2 separate regions of the Sus scrofa genome follow, and region 1 is linked to region 2. A link is a contact called in public Hi-C data. All regions are on one chromosome and are shown on one strand. The core of a region is the stretch at or near the end of the contact, and the rest is flanking DNA. Distances in the headings are between cores, read along the strand shown.

Evidence for each region. A called contact is a pair of places that touch in the nucleus more often than the background predicts.
Region 1: a Hi-C map of liver shows a contact between it and region 2, with 1.9 times the contacts expected there. The contact joins two enhancer-like sites. A contact is called at or near these places in 3 of 47 Hi-C or Micro-C datasets (embryonic fibroblasts and liver) and 1 of 2 datasets of contacts at active chromatin or transcription factors (alveolar macrophages).

The regions. Positions count from the first base shown.
Region 1 is chr14:82,102,002-82,106,473 of Sscrofa11.1, reverse strand. No RefSeq gene overlaps it. Among named protein-coding and RNA genes, the nearest start is that of SFTPA1, 8.8 kb to the right of the region's middle. Within about 2 kb of position 3,128, at least 14 of the 83 cell types and tissues checked have an H3K27ac peak or open chromatin away from gene starts, as enhancers often do. A contact at or near this core is called in embryonic fibroblasts and liver, where this site is marked.
Region 2 is chr14:81,894,743-81,899,293 of Sscrofa11.1, reverse strand. The region is part of intron 1 of PLAC9 (placenta specific 9); the gene reads left to right. Among named protein-coding and RNA genes, the nearest start is that of PLAC9, 4.9 kb to the left of the region's middle. Within about 2 kb of position 2,608, at least 39 of the 83 cell types and tissues checked have an H3K27ac peak or open chromatin away from gene starts, as enhancers often do. A contact at or near this core is called in embryonic fibroblasts and liver, where this site is marked.

The DNA.
Region 1 (4,472 bases), core at 1,879-4,378, 210 kb before region 2:
CCTCCCTCCTCCTGACAGGTGGTTGGACGGGCTGAGGTGGAGGCTTCTTGATATTTGTAGGTGGCTTAAGGCTGGATCGCTTGCTCTAGTCTCATCTCGTCTTTGGGCTGAGGGATCCCCTAAGACAGTCTCAGGGGGCGTGCCCTAGCCAGGCTGACTCCACCCCCTCCCCTTCACCTGTAGGGTGGCTCCACCCCTCCCAGGAGGCTCTGCCGGTCCTTCCATCTCGCTGTGCTGGCTCTGAACCTTCTCCTTGGCAGGAAGGAAGCAAGGAAGGAAGGAGGAAAGGGGGGGAGGAAGGAAGCGAGGGAGGAAGGAGAAGGGAAGGGAAGAAAGGAAGAGAAAGGCACCTTATACCTAGCTCTTGGGTTTTTGACCTCAGAGCACCTTGAGTATCTGAGTTCTAAGATATTTCATTTATTTCGATCTCATTTCTATTTCTCTGTTTTCCTTGTGCTTCATTTTCCATGTCTAACTTCCTGAGCTGCATGTAAGTGATGGTGGTTTCTAGATCCAAAATTTACTCCAGAGGCAGTTCTAAAATTCCCACATGGTTGTTTTTGCTTGTATTTTTTCCACTTGTTTCTAGTTTCACTGACAGGCCATCACACATGAAATTTTTGTACATTTCAAAAATTTTTGAGGTTTTGATTGTAGTCCAAAATGGTGAATTTTAATGTCATTTGGTCACCTGATCTTATCAGGTGTAGATTTGCATTTGTTTCAATTCGTTGGGTATTTAAAGTTGTATAACATGTATTTATATTTTAAGTTATGTAATTCAGATACTTCTATGGACAGTAATGTTAAGCTCTCCTTAAGGAAGCTATAGACAAGAGAGGAGAACAATAATGTGTAAAGGCTCAGGAATGGCAAGGGTGTTTTCCACCCTCCATTAAAAGTGCCCCAGAAGAAGAGAGAGGGAAAGGGGTAGAGAATGTATTTGGTGAAATCATGGCAGAAAATTTCCCCAAACTGAAGAAAGAAACAGATTTCTAGGTACAGAGAGCACAGAGGGTCCCAGATAAGATGAACCCAAAAAGACTCACATCAAGACATACCGAGATAACTAAAATGGCAAAAGTTAAATAGAATTTTAAAGGCAGCAAGAAAAAAAGAGTCATATACAAGGGCACTCCTGTAAGACTATCAGCTGATTTTTCTGCATAAACTTCGCAGGCCAGAAGGGAGCTCTTACAGCTTAATATCAAAAAACAGCTCAATTTAAAAATGAGCATAAGACCTTCTTTCCAAAGAAGACATACAGATGGCCAACAGGTACATGAAAAGATGCTCAATAGGTAATCATTGGGGAAATACAAATCAGAACCACAGTGGGATATCACCTCAGTCTTGTCAGATTGACTGTCATCAAAAAGAGAATAACTCACCTTTGCGCCGATGTATTTTTGAATTGTCTATTTTTTTTAACTTAACCGTCTTTACATAAATGGTTTACTTTTTCTCACATTGTATCTCAGCGGTATTTTTATAAACTTCTGGATAGTATTTAGGAAGTAGTGGTTTTTAAAATGATTCTCATTATATTTTAATTTCTAGAACATATAAGGAGTTTAAGTTGATGACAATTCATTCTTTTTTGAAAATATATTTTATTGTATAGTTGATTTACAATGTTGTGTTTCTGCTACAGAGCAAAGTGATTCAGATGTATATAGTAGGATCTTGCTGTTCAGTAGACCCAATTAACTGTGTTTTTGTTGTTGTTGTTTTGTTTTGTTTCGGCTTCACCTGCAGCATGCAGAAGTTCCTGGGCCAGGGATTGAACCCAAGCTACAGCATTGACAACACCAAATCCTTAACCAATAAGCCACCAGGGAACTCCACAATTCACTATTTCTTAAACAGCTATTATCTGGTAGGAGTTTAACTACCAGAGACATGAGAAATATCATCACTGCTTCAGTGATGAGAGCAGTGGAGGTGCTGTCATGGTCTCCATAAATGGTGGTGGATTAAAGAATGGCTGTGCTGTGCTGTGCTGATGGCATAGAGAGCGGGTGTATGGAATGAGGGGCCTGGGGGGCTGCTGTTCTCTGGTTGTCAGGGCCCTGGCTAGGGCTGGGCTGAGCTCAGTTACTTGGTGCCGCAGGAGGTGGGTAGAGGCTGGGATTCTCAGCTCTGTTCTACCCCTCTAGGGCTTTTTTTTTCATCTAGATTCAAGAATCTGCCCCCATGGCACCACCAGCTGTGCAGTGCACCTGCTGAGGGCCTTGGGGCAGCCTATGCTAAGCCTTGAGGCATCTGCAACCTTGAGACTGGAGGCTGGGGTATGAGTTGCTGTGCCAGGCAGTCCAGCTGGGCCAGGACCAAGCAAGTCCAGGGCTGGATACAGATTCTGGGCAAAGAGGAAGGCTATAATATCTGGGTGGTATGGTAAGCAGTCCTGGCACCTGAGGCTTGAATGAGATCCACCTGGCTGAGTGACTGTCCAAAAGGAGCCTGTCTAGGACCTGAGCCATGGCCAAGGGCACTGTGGGCAAAGAACGCACTGGATCTTCAGGGAAACCATGCCTAAGATGCTCTGGGATCAGACGGAAGAAAATTCAAGCCAGGCTCTAGAACTTGCAGGACGTGCCACCTCTGGTAAGTTATGGAGTCTCATTAAGCCTCAGTTTTCTCTGTTATAATAAAATAAAGGTTGGCTCTCTCTTCTAGTGAGCCTGAGAGGAATCTAGTAGATGTAAAGGTACCCAGCAGGGGCTCAGGAATGCACAGTGGTTCATATCAGCTTTCTCTGGGAACCAGCAGCAAGCCAGCCTCTGTGGACAAGGAGGGATGGGACAATTAGCAAGAAAAGCCCTGACAAAGTGATGTGCCCAAGGGCTATGTCTCCATCAGACTAGGTCAGGGGGAAGCAAGGGAGAATCCTCATGGATAGAGCCCAGGGCCTAAGAGGATTAAGTCAGGACCTTTCATGGCACCTGATACAAATAGGATGGATGGAATGGATGAATGTGGAAGGTGGAGTGGATGAATGTGGAAGGCGATGAGTGAAGTTTTGCTTGCACATCCCCCCATTTGACTGCAGTTTTTCATGCAGCCACCAGAGGGCAGAGCTGACCCCATACATTCCCTGTGGGATGGAGGATGGGCTCCCTCTTGTGGGTTCCACTGGAAATGATGAGGCCCAAAGCCCAGGAACCACCAACCCTCTCCATAGGTACAGCAGCTGTTCTGAGAGGTCGGAACTCTTTTTCTCAACATTCCATCTCTCTAGAACAGAACAGTCCAGTTGAGGCAAATGTTCCTGTCTGGCCAGGTTTCTCAGGTCTTTATGTGCATGTACTCCTTGTCCTAGGGAGTGAGTGCTTTTTTTTGAGGGAGCACTGTTCTCAGGGCGAAGGATTGTGCACGTGAGAGAATGACCCTCAGGTTCCTCAGGAAACCACAGGGGACACCGATGCCATAAAACCTTTGTGCTCTCAGGTGGACATTAGAAGGGAGTGGGAACTCCTGATCAAGGACACTGAAGACCCTGCCCCAAGGCGCCATCCCCCACCCTGCAGTGAGCCAGGCGTTGGGGCACAGCTGGGAACTAGGGGAGTCATAAGAGCCTGAGGCAGAAACAGCAGAGTTTGTGTCAATGATATGGACACTCTCTTGCCACAACTCCACCACCATTCCCACCCCGGTCTTTTGTGACATGTACCACCCTGGGTCTCCTTCCCCCCTTGGGCCCCTCTATTCCTCTCACGTGTCTCTCCCAATCTGGTTCTCTGGGGCTGGACATGAAATGCTGTAGGATGGCTCTCTGCTGGTCCCTCAGTCCTCTCTGGATCCTTGTGAATCTCTGTGGATTGGTCCACTGCTCCCTTCCCTGATTCATATTTATCCTGATCTTTATCCTCAGGTTACTCTTCTACATTTCATTGGCAGAGGCTCTATCTCCTCTTCCTTCAGTGCCCCTATTGGTCTTTGACCAGGCTGGATGCTGGGTAAGGATCTCACGTAGATTCCTTGTTTGTCTTCTGGATGTCTGCAGGGCTGTGGACAGACAGAGCCTCTATAGGGCAGTACCACTGGATAAGGCTTTGTGGTGGAAGCAGACATGGCTAGTGGCCAGTGCCTGGCCTGTGTGGCGATCACCTGCAATATTTGTACTTCTGAAGGCTCTGCCCTCTCTGAAAGTCCCTGTAGGCCTGGCTCCTGGCCTAAGGCTGTGTTGGGTCCATTGCCCAGAATGTGCCTCTGGTCTTGAGTCAGGGCACAGCTATGCAGCTTAGGAGAGTTCCAGCACTGGTGGAGGGTGGGGTTGGGCTAGGTTTCAGAGGACTGAATTCCTATGGCTCAGGCTGTATAAGAAGCACAAGTTCCATTTTTTATATTTGTACACATGGTCATAATTTTTATGTTAACACCATCTCCCAGTAAACCAAGATATGTTTGGTCAAAGTTGATTTAGATTCATGTTGATTTGAAGCTGGGGTCTTTATTTTTTCATAGTCAGT
Region 2 (4,551 bases), core at 1,359-3,858:
GCATCATCTAATTCCAGTTAATTTTTTTTTTTTGCAAGAATACTTTGATGATATGTTGCTTTAATTTGCATTTGTTTGATTACTACCAGGGTTGGACTTTCTCTTCCAGTGCATTGTGGTCATTTCTACTAATTCTCATGAATTGTCTTAGACATTTCATTTGTGGCACTGGGATTTTTGTTTTGTTTTGGCCACACCTGCAGCATGTGAAATTTCTTGGACCAGGGATCAAACCTACACTACAGCAGTGACCCAAAAGCTGCTGCAGTGACAACATTGGATACTTAGCCCACTGTGTCACATTGGGATTTTTCGTAGTGATCTGAAAAGTTCTTTGTGTTGAGTGATGCACACCGTTTTGTGTTACTCGTAGAGAACTTTTTTAATGTTAAGGCTTCAGCTGCATTCCTTTCCTATTTTGCTATCAGAGGGATCTGAAGTCCTAGAGCCTAGTCCTAACCATTCTCACCCATGCCAGGGGGCCCACAGGGGAAGCTCTCACTGCCACTACTCCAAGTCCTCACGGACTTGGGTTTTCCATTGGGATTCTGCTTTTTTGCTTTGAGTGAAAGAGGAAGATGCTGAAGGATTATGGTGAGGATCACAGCATTTCTTCTTACAAAAATGGATGTTGTAGGGAGTGAACTGCTGCTCAAAGACAATTCAATCCAATGTACACAGTTGGGCTCTTGTGGGGCCTCAGGGCAGGTGCAAGTGCATTGGTACAAATCCCCTTAGCCTCATACCTGTCCAGCCCCACATTTTACAGAGAAGGCAGCTGAAACCCCAAAATAGGAGGCCCTTAACTCATTGCACAACTGCCATGACACAGAATATATAGTGTTAGGCAGATAGGATCCAAATCCTATTCCTGCCACCTACTAGCCTGTAGTCCTGGGCATGTTATCTTCAGTTTTCTAATCTATAAAAAAGTGAATGTAAGAGTACTGAGCTCACAGAGGAATTAAATGAGATAATGCTTGTAAGTACTCTACAAAAAGCCTGGGTCATAATAAGTGATCACAAATCAATAGTAGTTGCCAGTATAGAATGTGGTTGTACCCATTCTAGAGGTGAAGAACCAAGGATCCAGCAAGTAGGATTAGCTTGTAGCAGAGCCCAGAGAACCCGGTCAGCTCTGAGCCCTCTGTGTGCTTTTTGGAAGAGCCTCTCTCAAGCATCCCTTAGACCCCCACACAGGTTTAGTCCTAGAGTAGATGCCTCCCCATCTTGAAGAGACCCGATCAGAGTGATCTAGCAGAGAGTACTGGCTCCACGCGGAGGGGCTTTCACTGACTTGCTCAGTCTCCAGCCCACCTGGTGAATGTCCTCCATGGCATTTGCACATCACTTAGCGGTTCCAAGGCAACTTTGAGTGTGGGATCCCCTTGGATCAACACAGCAGTCCTTCCAAGTAGCCAGAGCAGATCCCTTACAGACGAGGCTGAGTGAGAGGCAAAGAGCACAGTCAGTAAGCAGTGGAGGTGAGACTCTGCCTCTGACTCCCAACCTCATGTTCTGTTCACAGCACATGGAGAGAGGTTTATCCTGGATGGCTTCCTAGACCTCAGCATGGTGGAGGTTCGGGAATGTAATAGTACTTTATAACCCAGTGGATTATAAAATAACTGTATTCCAGAGTAGAAGGAATCTGGGTTCCTGTATGGCTTCAGGGACAGGAAGCCCCTGCCAGCCCTGACTGCCAGCCAGTCTATTCTGAACTGATGATATGGGAGGAAAAAAAAAAAGGCGTGTGTGACTGAGGGGGCTCTTTGTTACAGCAGCTTAGCCTATATTCTCACTTAACCAGATGCTGACTGTATTGGAATGAGATTGCTAAGCTCTCAGAGTTGATTGTCGAGGTTTGAATCCACATCTGGAAAATGACCAGCGTGCAAAGCAGGCAGAACATATCACTCCCCAAACAAAGCAAAACAACACAGAAATGTTCCTCAATGTCTAAGCTCCCTCTTAGGGGCTAGAGGGCCCCTCTCCTGTTTTAGCCAGAGCAGGCCTACAGATTAGAGTTTGAAAATAGTGTTGTTCTGCTTAAAAAAGAAAAATCAAAAACCACTGTTGGTTTGGAAGGAACCACAAATTTTAATGTAAATATGTGGTCAAATTTATTATACTATTATATTGAATATGGTCAAATAGAATTAACCCCTAAGGGACAGGTGTGACTGGTCACAGCAGAGACTGTCTTTGTCATCCAGAAGCACAGCAGCACCTCTCAAGGTCAGAAGTCATTCGAGTTGTGTGCTTTCTTAGTGTTTGGGTCCCAGAGACAAAAGGTCTCCTATGCCTGTCAGTGGGAAGGGGCTGTACTTCCTGCCTTGGTGGGTGATGGCCAGTGGCCATGTCCCTTTAACTGGAAAGGCTAGCCTGGTGTCTCAGCTGGGCCTCTGGCCTCCACCAGCTGCCTGCTCTCACCATGTTCCACCCACTGTCCAAGGGCACAAATAGGCCCTGGGCTGGAGCCTGGCCAGGGAAAATAACTGGCATCCAAGAAGGTCTATTTCCCAACTGGCCAGGGCCGGGAGGGTGGGGCCAGAGGAAGAAAGGGAACACTGGGAACCACAGCCTTGGCTGCCTGTGGTAAGTCATGATCATTCTTCAGCCTCCCCTGCTCTTCCTCTGGTTTGAGCTTCCCCAAAGCCCTGTGAAACTGGTATTATCATGAGCCTCCTTCTGCGGGTGAGAAAGCACAAAGGAAAGGAAGTTCTTGCCCTGTTCTTGCCTCGTTGGAGCTTCTGGGCCAAGAAGCAATTTGTCCTTGACTCATGCCGGTTCTGTCGTTGTCACTAATTTTTGAGGCCTGAAAGACAGAGGCAATCATGGATGAGTTACATCTGGGAGGCAGTGCCTCCCCTCCTCCCACCTCGTGTTAACAGAGAAGACTCAGGGCAGGGGAAAGTTCCCATGGGCCCACACCAGTTTGTGGCTGAGAATGGGGGTCTCCAGTGTGTTTTCTGCTGTCATGTGTTACGGTCAGTGCTGTGAGGACCCCGTCAGGGAGGGAGCGGTGCCAGTGGTTGTACGGCCCCACCCTGGCTCTGCCCCAGCACTCTCAGCAGAGCTCCTCAGGGGGCCTGGATGAGCTCACAGACAGTTGTGTGGTGCAGCCCAGGGCGAGGTTGTGTCCAGATGTGACGGATTAGTGCCGTGTGATGTGGAGAGAGCCTCAGCCCAGCCTCTTCCCTGGAGGGGTTTGGGAGCCAAGTTAGGCCTCATCGCAGAGCACAGAGAACAGGATGTTCTAGGCTGAGGGAGGGGAGGCACGTGTTGTTCGTGACTTCGCGGCCTGGCAGAGCCCCGCTTGGCCGGCAGGGTCACGCTGCTTCCTCTTGGCTGAAGCTGGGAGGAGGGGAAGAGGACTTTAGGGCCTGGGAGGGGCAGGTGGGGCTCAGGGCAGGCGCTTGGCCAGAGGCCCCTGGGAGGAGCCTGCAGAGAATGTGTGAACTCAGACCCAAACCAGGACAGACCCCCTCTTCCCAGGCAGCCCTCTGCATGGGGAGAGCAGCTCTTCCTGCCCCTTAGTGCTTATCCAGCTGAAACAAACGAGTCAAAATCTGGACTCCCTTCACCAAGGCCCCCTCTGGACCTGCCTCTGCCTGTCAAAAGCCTTCTCATGATGCGTGGCCCAGAATGGAGCACAGCCCTCCAGACGGGCTTTCTCAGACCACCTCCCCATCCTAAATGTTTTATATCAATGCGTGAAGCCCACGATGGTTTCTGACCATATGTACACAAGTAGAATAGTGGAACAACCCCCCTCCCCGCCCCCCGCCCCAGTCACCCAGTTTCAACAGTGATCAATCTTGGCCAATCTTGTTTGCTCAGCTCTCCCGCCCATGCCTCCTCCCACTCCCAGGCCTGGATTATTTTGAAGTAAAGCCAAGATCTCATAGCATTCCCTCTCTATTTCAGTTATGGAACTCTGAAAGACTTCTCTGAAAAAAAAATCCCCTGAGTGGAAGTGTTGGGATCCAGATAGACCAGGAAACATCAGGGCATGGAGATTCTGTAGAGCTCCAGAAGGTCATCTTGCTGAGGTGGGGCCAGGAGAAGGCCAGGGTGCCTGGAGTCCAGTCATTTGCTGACTGTGTGACCTTGGGCAAGTCAAGAGTTACACATTCATCACTAGCAAAATGGCTCCCCTCTCTGTCCTTACCTTAAGACCTGCCAATCTTCTGGGCAACTTTATATAAAGTCCCCTTGGGCCATCCCAGCCAATACTGAGCGTCTGAGAGTTATAAGAGTTCTGTGTCTACAAAGATCAAGTCTAATAACTCTTACCCCTACTCTGCTTCAGATGCCCACATTGCTCTCAGAAAATAAAGCATTTGTCAGTTTCCACAGTGGAAATACTCTCAGGGTGACTCCCACTTTGGTGGCTATATCTAACAATCCACTCAGAATTCCTGAACGTTTTACAAATAACTCTCCTCTTTCCTAATTCTATATGAATTTTCAACAGATGGTTCACCTCTTACTTTACCAAGTGAAGAGATCCCGTCAAATGGGACTCACTCAACTTCTTGGCCCTTT